2 separate regions of the Mus musculus genome follow, and region 1 is linked to region 2. The links are chromatin contacts, called in public promoter capture Hi-C maps. All regions are on one chromosome and are shown on one strand. The core of a region is the stretch at or near the end of the contact, and the rest is flanking DNA. Distances in the headings are between cores, read along the strand shown. Region 1 holds the start of Paqr7 (progestin and adipoQ receptor family member VII). Region 2 holds the start of Sfn (stratifin).

The links. Promoter capture Hi-C pulls out the DNA fragments that hold promoters and counts their contacts.
Region 1: a promoter capture Hi-C map of embryonic stem cells shows a contact between it and region 2, with 2.8 times the contacts expected there. The contact joins the promoter of Paqr7 here to the promoter of Sfn in region 2. A contact is called at or near these places in 1 of 39 promoter capture datasets (embryonic stem cells) and 1 of 115 datasets of contacts at active chromatin or transcription factors (pancreatic cancer cells).

What each region holds. Positions count from the first base shown.
Region 1 is chr4:134,494,993-134,500,627 of GRCm38.p6, reverse strand. It overlaps Paqr7 (progestin and adipoQ receptor family member VII), which reads right to left and starts at 3,867. Exons shown (of 2, transcript NM_027995.3): 1 at 3,592-3,867.
Region 2 is chr4:133,600,409-133,606,034 of GRCm38.p6, reverse strand. Sfn (stratifin) reads left to right here and starts at 3,867. Exons shown (of 1, transcript NM_018754.2): 1 at 3,867-5,479. The coding sequence starts at 4,266. The coding sequence ends at 5,012. It also overlaps a transcript of Zdhhc18 not described here.

The sequences.
Region 1 (5,635 bases), core at 2,618-5,117, 890 kb before region 2:
CGCTCTGCTACCTCACCCACACAGATGCCTGTGAAGAGAAGCAAGCCAGAGGTCAACCTAGAGAAAGACAGGGCCACCATCTAAAGGGTAGATGGCTACAACTCAACTCCAAAGAAGCCCAAAGTCTGGGCTTTGTGTGGGCCTGGAATCTGAAGTCTGGAACTTACTAGCTTGGTAACTTCCTGAGACTTCCTTTACCTCTCTGAGCTGGTTTCCTGGGAGGCTAAAAGAGCTACCATGGGGCTCTTGAAAAAGCTGTCATGGTTCAATGCTTAGTGTTGCCTCTGGCTTTGGCTATACTTTTTTGTTTTCTGGTTTTCCGAGATAGGGTTTCTCTGTGTAGCCCTGGCTGTCCTGGAACTCACTCTGTAGACCAGGCTAGCTTTGAACTCAGAAATCCGCCTGCCTCTGCCTCCCAAGTGCTGGGATTAAAGGCGTGCACCACTACTGCCCGGCTACTTTTTTCTTTTAAGATTTATTTATTATTATATGTAAGTAGCTTATATGTAAGTATATTATATGTAACTATCTTTAGACACACCAGAAGAGGGCATCAGATCTCATTACGGATGGTTGTGAACCACCATGTGGTTGTTGGGATTTGAACTCAGGACCTTCAGAAGAGCAGTCAGTGTTCTTACCTGCTGATCATCTCTCCAGCCCCTGGCCCTACTACTTTTCTTGGGATTTTCTTGCTCAACCACATAAGCTCTGGGTGGCTTGGAGAAGTTCCTTGCACGATGGCCCCCTTTTTAAGGGGGAAAAGTGAATCCACCTACTTGAAAGGGTCCTGAGGCCCTGTGACTTTCCATCAGTATTTTAGGCCTGCAGAACAGAGCTAATGAATCGGCCTGGTGTATTCCCCTGCTCTCAGATGCCTCAGGCCTCACAAAACAACCATGGTCAGCGGGCTGGGTCATGCCTTTGCTTCTTCCTGTCCTGGCCACGCAAACTACTCGTTGTTGTTTTGTCTATCCGGACTGTTCAGCGTGTTCTCTTAAAGATTATTTTATCTCACCATGGAGAACAAGGTTTGGCCTCATTAGGTAAAGAGAATAAAACCAGGATTCAGAAATCACACAATGTACAAATGTCTCTTCTCCCTTCGTTTTTTTTTCTCATTTATTCATTCATCTTTCCTTGCTTTCTTCCATCTGTGTTTCTTTTTCTGTGGGTGTGCACACGTGGATGCATGCCCATGTGTGAGGTTCTGTGGGGACCTGTTAGGACCTCTACCATGCTCCACTTTAATTTGAGGCAGGGTCTCTCCTCAAACTTGGAGCTCATCAGCTGGGCTAGACGGATTGGCTGACGAGTCCCCTAAGCTCCACCGCAGCCCTGGTGGGTCAGGTTTTCCATGTGAGTGCTGGAGGGCCATACTCAGTTCCTCATACTAACTCAGCAAGCACTTTACTGGCTCAGCCCTCTTTGTCCTTTTCAGACAGGATGTCACCGTGTTGCTCAGACTGGCCTTCAAATCGTGATTGCCTCTGCCTCTGCCTCTCTGCCTCTCTGCCTCTCTGCCTCTCTGCCTCTCTGCCTCTCTCTGCCTCTCTCTGCCTCTCTCTGCCTCTCTGCCTCTCTGCCTCTCTGCCTCTCTGCCTCTGCCTCCCGAGTGCTGGGATTGCAGGTGTGTACCATCATACACACCAAATTTTTCATGTTTCTATAATCCTGTTAAGAAATAAATAACCTTTGGCCAGAGAGTGGTGGTCCATGCACTCTGGAGACAGAGACAGGCAGATTTCTGAGTTCCTGAGTTTGAGGCTAGTTTGGTCTATAGAGGTGTTTTTTCCAGGATAGCCAAGAGCTACACAGAGAAGCCCTGTTCCCAGAAACCAGAAAAGGGAGGAAGGAAGAATGGGAAGGAAGGAGACAGAGAGAGAGAGAGAGAGAGAGAGAGAGAGAGAGAGAGAGAGAGAGAGAGAAATGGCCCTAGCAATTTGGAGCTGAGGTGGGAGGGCTACCTGAAGCCAGCCTGGCCTACATACGAAGATCCTGCATCAAAATTAAGTTAATAGTCACTTGGAGACAGAAGGAAAAATCACTTGAACTCAGGCGTTCAAGGCCCATGTGGGAAAGCTGCCAAGACTCCTATCTACAAAAGATAAAAGAATAGCAGTAAGAAGTATAGTCAGAGTTCATATTGTGACTGGGAGGCAAAACCTCCAGAGGGGTCCTGAGGGAAAGACAAGCCATGGAGGACCCCAAGTGGCATTGCTTAGAGGCTCCATCAGTCACCTACAGTAGCTACTTTCCCATGTTTCTGCATAACTTCCACCCCCATTGCATCTGGTGATCCAGGCCCAGAGGAACGATAATGCCGACATTTGTCTAAAACTAACTCCAGAAGCAAGGCTCCAGGCAACTTCTGGGCACCCAGTGTGGGTAAACGTAGACGGGACAAGCTCTGGCAGGCTTTCGGGTCTCTCAGCAACCAGGTCGCCTCCCCCTTTGCAAACCAATTCTCCAATTCAGCTCAACCAATTTAAAGAAAAGGCTACCTCCGCGTCTTCCAGGACTGAACAAGAAACTATTGGTGTTTCACACTGCATTGTGGGTCTCCATTTGTACTCAGTAACGTGATCAGAATGGAAATGTTAAGGACATTTTCCCCCAAAGTTCAGACACTCCCACGGTTCCAAGGAGTACCCTGAAAGGGAAGATCTTCATCATGGTGTCCCCGGGTACCCAACAAGAACAGTCAGCTTGGGGAATCCACCAAGCCTCCTCTCAGTGCATAGCCTGAGGCAGCCTAAGGGGCTTCAGGGGCTGCTAGGAGGAAATCCCCCAGGTTAAGGCTGAGGGTGGTGGTGGGGCCTTGTCTCTTTTCCTATCTAGGGCAATCTGGCTTTCCTGACGCTAGGGAAGGGATCCAATATTCTGGCCTGGTAGCCCTCCCACCTCTCTAAAGCTTTCCTTGGGGGTTCCCCCACAAGGATCTGCAAAACATACCACACACACACACACACACACACACACACACACACACACACACACACACACACACACTTCCACCCCTGCTCCTTCTTGTCCCATTATAACCTCGCTCCTAGAATGCAGCACATAGCCTGTGAGGTTGGTTGTTCCTGCCCAGGGTGTGATCCTGCTGCACAGGCTGTCTCCCATGCCTAACTTCTGCAGACGACACTGAATTATTCTCCCCATTCCACAAGCCACAAGCTCATAGGCTTTACTCCAGCCCTGGTCCTCCTTCTCCATGGCATGCTACCTCTGGTCCTCCCATAATCCTTCTGCTCTCCCCACTCCCTTACAGTGACCCCCCCACTGCTCCTCCGGGGGTGGGGTGACCTCAAACGTTTCTTCTTCCGGTCCCCTCCTTGAGGCTAATTCCCTTGGTGACCTCTCCTCACCCCTACCGGGAGGTGCTCCCCTACATAACTGTCCGGCTGTCAGGGTCCTGCTGTCTTCGGCCTCGCCCCATCTTCTGCCACCTGCCCACTTCCGCCACTGGGCACCGCACGCATGCAGCTAGGAGCACACCCCCAACCCGCGTGCCGGGGGAGCACTTCTCTACTCCCAGCCCAGCCCAGCCCGGCCCGGCCCCGGGATCTCCAGGAGCAGTCTCACCTGTGGTCAGAGCAGAGCTAGGAGCTGTCTGCTGCGTCCCCCGCGCTGGAGTCGCAGATAAAGGGGTAGCGGCCACGCCCCAAGCCCGGAGGGCGGCGCTGGGCACCGGGAGCTCAGCCGCCTCCGCCAGTCTGCAGCTTCTCGCCTGGCGTTATGCAAGCTCAGACTGCAGGAGGGGTCACTCCACGACGCATCCCGGGACTTCCTGCGGCCACAGTACAGTCTGAAAATAGAAGGCCCAGAGAACCTAGGCTCAGATAAGAGGCTGCAGACTCCTGCAGAGTTTACCCACTTCCCCAAAGCGCAAGCTTCGCTCTGTGATAGTTGCAAGAGAGTCGGATGAGTGTCCCAAGAGCTCTGAGGCAAGCTTGAGCTCAGCACATACCGCTCATGCCTCACAGGGCTACTGTAGTCCAGATGTCGCTCTCCCTGGGGAGCTGCGTCCCAAACTGGGCTCTCTGGCTTATCAAAGTCTCATCCCGTGATCTCTGACATTTTCCCTGTCCTGATTTGTCTAGATCTCTGTCAGAACAACCACTCCTGGTTGTCACATCTTCCAGGTATGGGACCAGCAGAGAAGGTGAACAGCCCAGTGGGTTTTTATAGGCAGGGTATGCCTCCAATAAATACTTTCTTACAGTGCCTCATGTGCCTGCCCCTTCTGTGGTGTTCATACCTAACAAAAATGGAGTACCAGACCGGGTCTTGAGTAAAGAGGCCTGATTGGTAGAGGCTAGGGCCCTGTCCTTTACTGAGCTTTTGAGTCTAGAGCCCTGACACATTAACAGGATTGAAGCCTGTTGCTACCCCAGCTCACCCTGCGACCTTGGACAAACCTTGCTCTTTTGGGCCTCAGTGTTATAGAGATGGCAGTACCACTTGACAAGGTGTTTAGGTCAAACGGTGGACATGAAGGTCTTTGGAAACTGCAAAATTTCCCTCTGTACTGTGATGAGCATATTATCTTAAGAGAATTGTATGTGAGAGACTGGCCTCTCATTCAACAAATTCAGACAAACGCCCACATTTCCTGAATCCATGGGGCAAGCCGACAGGCCTGCCATCCCGTGCCTACTACTCTGGAGACTGAGGCAGGAGGATTATTTGAAGCCAGGAGTTCAAGGGCAGCCTGGGCAACATATGGTGACTGTGTCCTGATAGGATGAATAAAAATGAGAGACTTTGCAGACAGTGGTGGCAGCGGTGGCACACGCCTTTGATCCCAGCACTCAGGAGCCAGAGGCAGAGGCAAGGGATCTCTGGGTTCTGGGCCAGCCTACTCTATGGAGCTAGTTCCAGGAAAGCCAGCGCTAAACAAAGACATCCCATCTTAAACAAAACAAAACAAAACAAAACAAAACAAACAGTAAGGACTTAGAAGAAGCCTCGGACTCAGCTTCTATTTTTGGCAGGAAGGTCAAGCTCTCACTGCTTTGATTCTTTGTTTCCGGTTGGTTTGGCTTTTGTCAGAGGTGGTATGTTTTTTGTTCATTTGTATGTTTTTAAAGGCAGAGTCTCACCCAGCTCCTGCTTGGAGCTCACAAGTGAAGCAGAGGCTGAGGTCTCCGGCATACACCACCACATCCTGTCCCCTCTTGGTTTGTTTTCAAATCCACGGTTTATATGTAATGTTCTTGGCCTGTGGCAAGCGGTGAGCCAAGCAGTTGCCATGACGACCTCTCTTGATCTAAACCATCCCCTGAAACAGGTTCTGTGTCTACCACTCTACACAGTGGGGAAGCGAGCTCTGAGCAGCCATGGGGCCTTCTCTATGACCTTCTTCAAACCTCGAAAGTTCCTTTGAGGTGAATGTGGTGGCCACTGTTTTATGGGTAGAAAAGTCGAGGCCTAGAGCCGGGAAAGGTGCATCCAGGCTCAGGCGGCTGTAGCTATGTCCGGTTCCGGCTCTGGGAAGTGACTCAGGAGGTTTGCCTGCAAGAGAGAAGTCGTTTGGCCATGACCCTCTGAGAGCCCAGCAGTTGTGTGAGGACTGTGGTTAGCCAGTCAGTGCCTATCAGCTCCATGCAGGGCCTCTCAGGTATGC
Region 2 (5,626 bases), core at 2,618-5,117:
CCATCCTGCCGCGATCATCCAGTCTGTGCGGGGGCTTAAGGAGCTCCTGAGGACCGCCACTCTCTGCCTCTTCAGGAGTGGCCTGGGGGGAGCCAGGCACCCGGCACCTCCACCTGCCTAACCTGTGGCCCATCTGCCACCATCTGTGCCTACAGGGTCCGTCCCGTCCCCCAGCCTGTCCTACGTGTGTGCTCTCTAGAGCCTCCCCACCAACAGTGGGCAGGCGCTGGGCTCTAGTCCAGGAACCCCAACTCCTTGCTGGCCAGAGTGTAGAAAGCCATACCGCAGCCTCAGCACAGTACTGTAACACTGCTGAACCTTGCCCTCCCCTCCTCCCCTCGTGCCCCTTCCCCAGATTTGTGAAGTGTGGAGTCTCTTTAGGAATCTCGCCTCGCAGCCTGCCACCAGTCAGCAGAGCCATAGGCCAGCCTAGCAGGTTCCTTCAGGAGCTATCTGGGTGTTGATGACGCTGCTGAACAAGTTTGGCAACTGCTCTAAGCACAACGGGCTTGACGCTGTTCCCACGCCCCCATCCCCCCAGTAGGATGTGGAGTGTGAGCCTGTATCCTTGGCCCCAGGCAGCAAGGGCTAGACAGCTCCATGTTCTTCCAAGGACCCAAAGGGAGCAGGGTCAGACCTGGGGAGATCAGCTTCGTCCAGCATAGCGTCTGCTCACCTGCTGCCCACTCCCTTTTGTAAAAGAAATAAAGACCTCCCCCCTTCATCTTGCCATTGCCTGGAGTGTTTGAGCCACTTTCCTTTGGGGTGCTGGGTGGGGCCTGCTGTGAGTGTATAAGAACAACCGCCTTGTACCCCAGCATGGGAGGGTGGGGACTTGGAGAATGCCAATCCCAGGAGGGGGCTGCCAATCTCCTGTTACCAGTGGGGAGACCAAAGCCCAGGGGCAGGAAGGGACCTGCCCAAGGCCTCTATAAGTCAGCTGGAATGCAGCTCTGCGTGCTGACCTCATTCTGCTCTGTTTCCATAAATTCCACCCTGTCTGGTACCCTAGACGGTCACAGCAGAGGGGGCTACTTCGAACAGCATTGCCTTGGAAGAAAAAGGCAAACAGCTGAATCACTTAGGCGTCCTCTGCTGTCCCTTCCCAAAGGCAATGGATGCACAGCTCTGAGCCTCGTAACAGGACTCAGCTCACAACCAACCACAAACCCCTCTGGTCAGACTGTTGAATTTGATCCTCCCAAAGGCAGAAATGACCTAGGAAGTTACTAGAAAAGAAAAGGTTTTGCCAGTTGTGGTCTATTCTTTCTAACTCTTTTTTTTTTTTTTTTTTTTTGTTTGTTTTTTGTTTTTCAAGACAGGGTTTCTCTGTGTCGCCCTGGCTGTCCTGGAACTCACTCTGTAGACCAGGCTGGCCTCGAACTCAGAAATCCGCCTGCCTCTGCCTCCCGAGTGCTGGGATTAAAGGCGTGCACCACCACACCCGGCCTCTTTCTAACTCTTAATAAGAATCCCTCTTGCTGAGATCGGATGCTCCAGAAAGGATGAAGAACACCGCACAGACACACAACAGAGACACACAGACACACACACACACTGGACCTTGTCTCCTGTCCTGCTGACTCAGGCAGCTGCTTTGGAGTCCCATGCTTTGCCAGGGCCTGCTGCCTCCTGCCTGCCTGGGCTTCTGGACTTGGGAAGTAGAAGCCTGGAGGCAAAGGGAGGCAACTGAAGCAGGAACTGAGTCAGGATATGCAGGCCGGAGCTGGCAGGGGTGTCAAGGCCTGGCTTCGGTGGAGGAGGAAGAGGGTCTAGAACTGAGCTGCAGCTGTAAACCCCCACCAGCTTCCTGGCTTAAGAGGCACGAGGAGAACACGCCCTTCGTAGGCTTAGAAGAAGTTTCAAGTTTGCCAAGCCCCACCGTCCAGACTCCTAGTGTCCTGGGGTTTCCAAGTTGCCCCCAGGACTTGGGGAAGCCCAGGCCAGGCTGAGAGCCAAGGAAGGCCCTTCAAGGCTGAGGAGAATTCTCCCAACGGAAAGGGAGGAGACAATGCTTACTGTGCCAAACAGTTTGTCAGTCTGGAGAGGAAAGAGTTTGGACTGAGGACCCCGACTCTTCTGTGGACACCCGGCTGGGCCACGGGGTGCGGAGAGTTTAGGATCTTTCCTCATCCCATAGAACCCAGCTCAAACCCCAAAACAGGGAGGGGGTTGCTGAGGATATATTCAGTCGGTAGAGTTCTTGGAAACCCTGGGTATAACCCCGGCACCGCTGCTAAAGCAAACATGGTGGCAGTCCATATATAGACCAGACTGGGCTAGAACTCAGAGAGATACTTGCTTCTGCCTGTTAAGTGTTAGGATTACAGATGTGCACCTGTCTATACAGGACTGGGGAGCAAACTCCATACACACTAGCAGGGACTCTACCAACCAAGACACACTCCCAGCCTCTGCTTTTCCCCAGGGTGGGGGTAACATGTTTCCCTTGTGGCAAAGCCAGTCACCAACTGGCATGTCCCCTGTGTGAGTTTAAATGCTCAGACTCTAGCCGTACACTACCGTGGTCTTCCCTAACTTGATGTTTTACTGTAGTTCTGTGCCTGTGCCATGAGTTAGGCAAAGCACGCAAGATCTCAGGACAGAAATCCCATCTGCTTCCTGGGAGAACCTGTAAAATTAGCCAGGACCCTGAAGTCTCTCAAGAGCCCCTACTCCGTGGCCCAAGCACATTCCAGCCTGTTCAGGGTTCTGGCCTACAACACCTCTCCCGGAGGCAAGGCGAGTGCTCAGACACTGTGAGGAGACAGGCAAGGTTGTGCAATAGTCCTGCTTCAAGGGTTAGACTGGCTGGGTCCTAGGAAGAAACTTCTTTAGAAGGAACCACGGAGTCCCATCTAAACTTGAAGAATGTGGTGGGGCACATAAGCAGGAACACACCCTCAGTGCCCATTCTTATCATGGGCCTTGAAAATAGGGCCCAACCAATCAGGGATGGAAGATTGGGAACAAAGTGATCTCCATCTCCAAGGAGACTTCTCTCAGGGGTCAGAGGCAGAGTCTTGAAGGGACTTGAGAACCTCTGGGAGCCAAGTGAGGGATCATACTGGGCTGGAATCACACACTGCGCCATAAAACAAAATGGAATGTGCCATTCCCAGCTCCTTTCCCTCAGCCCTGTCTTCCTCCCCAGGTTGATAGCGTCCCCCCTGGGGGACCAAACTGGACTGAGCACCCAGGTGGCCTGCTTCCCAGCCTCTGACAGAGGTAATCTGAGTCAGGCAGGGGAGTGGGACAGTCAAAGAGTTAGGCCCCCACCCTCTGGGAACCCTGCCGATACATGACGACAGGCAGCTTGGAAGGGACGGGTGACCCGATGTGGAGAACCAGAGAGTAAAGTCTCAGACAAGTGTCAACAGGCCACCAACTTGAAAGGGAAAATTGTGCTGTAAGGGGGAAGGTGTCCAACAAACATATTGGGTGACTAATTACAAAGGCTGGGCTGGAGCGTCAGAGGCCGCTCGTTAAACACTTCATTAAGTGGCACCCTGAGATGCCACCTGCGCATCTGGGGTGTTCATAGGGCATCTTGAGGGAGAACAAGGACCAAGGGATGGAGCTATCTTCAGGCCGGCTCAGCTAATGGCCCCCAAAGAGAGCCAAGAGGAAGAGGGGACACGGAGGGGGAGGGGTTTAAGGGAGCTGGCAGCTTGTGACCTCAAACTGGTTTGGTTCACCCCTGAGACTTGATAGTTCTACCTCTACAGTCCTACAGAGCCAATTCGGGGGTTGGGGGTAGTTGCATCAGATCATGGATGCGCAAGTTTGGGGGAAACTGTACAGCCCTACCTATACATGAGTTCTCACCTGAACTGTCCCAGCTCCCTGGGCTCTGCCTGGGCTAAAGCAGCTCGGTGGCTGAAGCCTGGAAGATCACCCTGAAAGACAATCTGATTTGGTAATCCAAGACGCTCCTGCAATGCAGCCAGCCCTGAACTGCAGGGGGCAGTCTGGAGCCGAAAGGTGCCTTTGCAGGTGGGACCTGCGGCCAGGTTTCTCCTGCTGACTGTCCTGGTGACTCACAGCCCCCTCCCGTCCCAGCCCTTTTACCTTAAAGGTAGAGCCGGAAAGGGTGTGGCGAAGACTAGGAGGAGGCAGGGCCCAGGCCCGCTCAGACCACGCCCAACTCTTCTCAGGGCCATGCCACCCCAGCCAAAAGGCAGAGCCAGAGCAAGGGAGCCGCAGAACCCAGCGTTACTCTCGAGACAGCCAGTTCGCCCGTCTGTCTGTCCATCCTCGCAGTCATGGAGAGAGCCAGTCTGATCCAGAAGGCCAAGTTGGCTGAACAGGCCGAACGGTATGAAGACATGGCAGCTTTCATGAAGAGCGCCGTGGAAAAGGGCGAGGAGCTCTCCTGCGAGGAGCGAAACCTGCTTTCCGTAGCTTACAAGAACGTGGTGGGCGGCCAGAGAGCGGCCTGGAGGGTCCTGTCCAGCATCGAGCAGAAGAGCAACGAGGAGGGGTCAGAAGAGAAGGGCCCCGAGGTGAAAGAGTACCGGGAGAAGGTAGAGACCGAGCTCAGAGGTGTGTGCGACACCGTACTCGGCCTGCTGGACTCGCACCTCATCAAAGGGGCTGGAGATGCAGAGAGCCGCGTCTTCTACCTGAAGATGAAGGGTGACTACTACCGCTACCTAGCCGAGGTGGCCACTGGCGATGACAAGAAGCGCATCATCGATTCTGCCCGGTCAGCCTACCAGGAGGCCATGGACATCAGCAAGAAGGAGATGCCGCCTACCAACCCCATCCGCCTGGGCCTGGCCCTGAACTTTTCAGTCTTCCACTACGAGATAGCCAACAGCCCCGAGGAGGCCATCTCGCTGGCCAAGACCACCTTCGACGAGGCCATGGCCGACCTGCACACCCTCAGTGAGGACTCCTACAAGGACAGCACCCTCATCATGCAGCTCCTGAGAGACAACCTGACGCTGTGGACAGCCGACAGTGCTGGGGAAGAGGGTGGTGAGGCTCCGGAGGAGCCCCAGAGCTGAAGCAGCCGACAACCACCCCGGCTCGCCTTGCCCTCCAGTCCCCAGCCTGCAGAGAGGACTAAAACGGAGTGGGACTCTGCCCTTCCCAAACCCTGAATGTTCAGCCACACCTTGGAAGGCTCCTTTGAAGGGGGCGCAGCCAAGCTGAAGCCACCAGGGCAGGGAATCTCACTCTTCGTGTAGCTGTCTGGTGGGTGTTCCCAACCCATCCCACCCCTGCTCTCTGCACCCCCTCCCCACTTCCTCCCCCTGAGCCTCCCTCGGGCACCTGTTGCTTCTGGATCCGAATAATCCAGGAGGCTCCCCACCCTGTGGCTGAGAACTGGACTGTGGCAAGGGCTGTGTGTGTGAGAGAGAGGGAAACTCTGTGTGTGTGTGTGTGAGAGAGAGAGAGAGAGTGAATGAGAGGGAACACGTTTGCTGGGTGTGACCATGCTACCACTCAATAAAGTTGCCCTGTGACACTCGGTCTTCTTCAGTTATTGGCCATGGGTTGAGAGTAGAATTAGAAATGAGTTAAGAGAACCGGACTCTGAAACTCTGAGCTAGGTCTGTCCCTTGGGGCTGTCTGGGTGACCTGGAAGTGAGACGAGCCTTTGGGTCGGTGTCGGTGA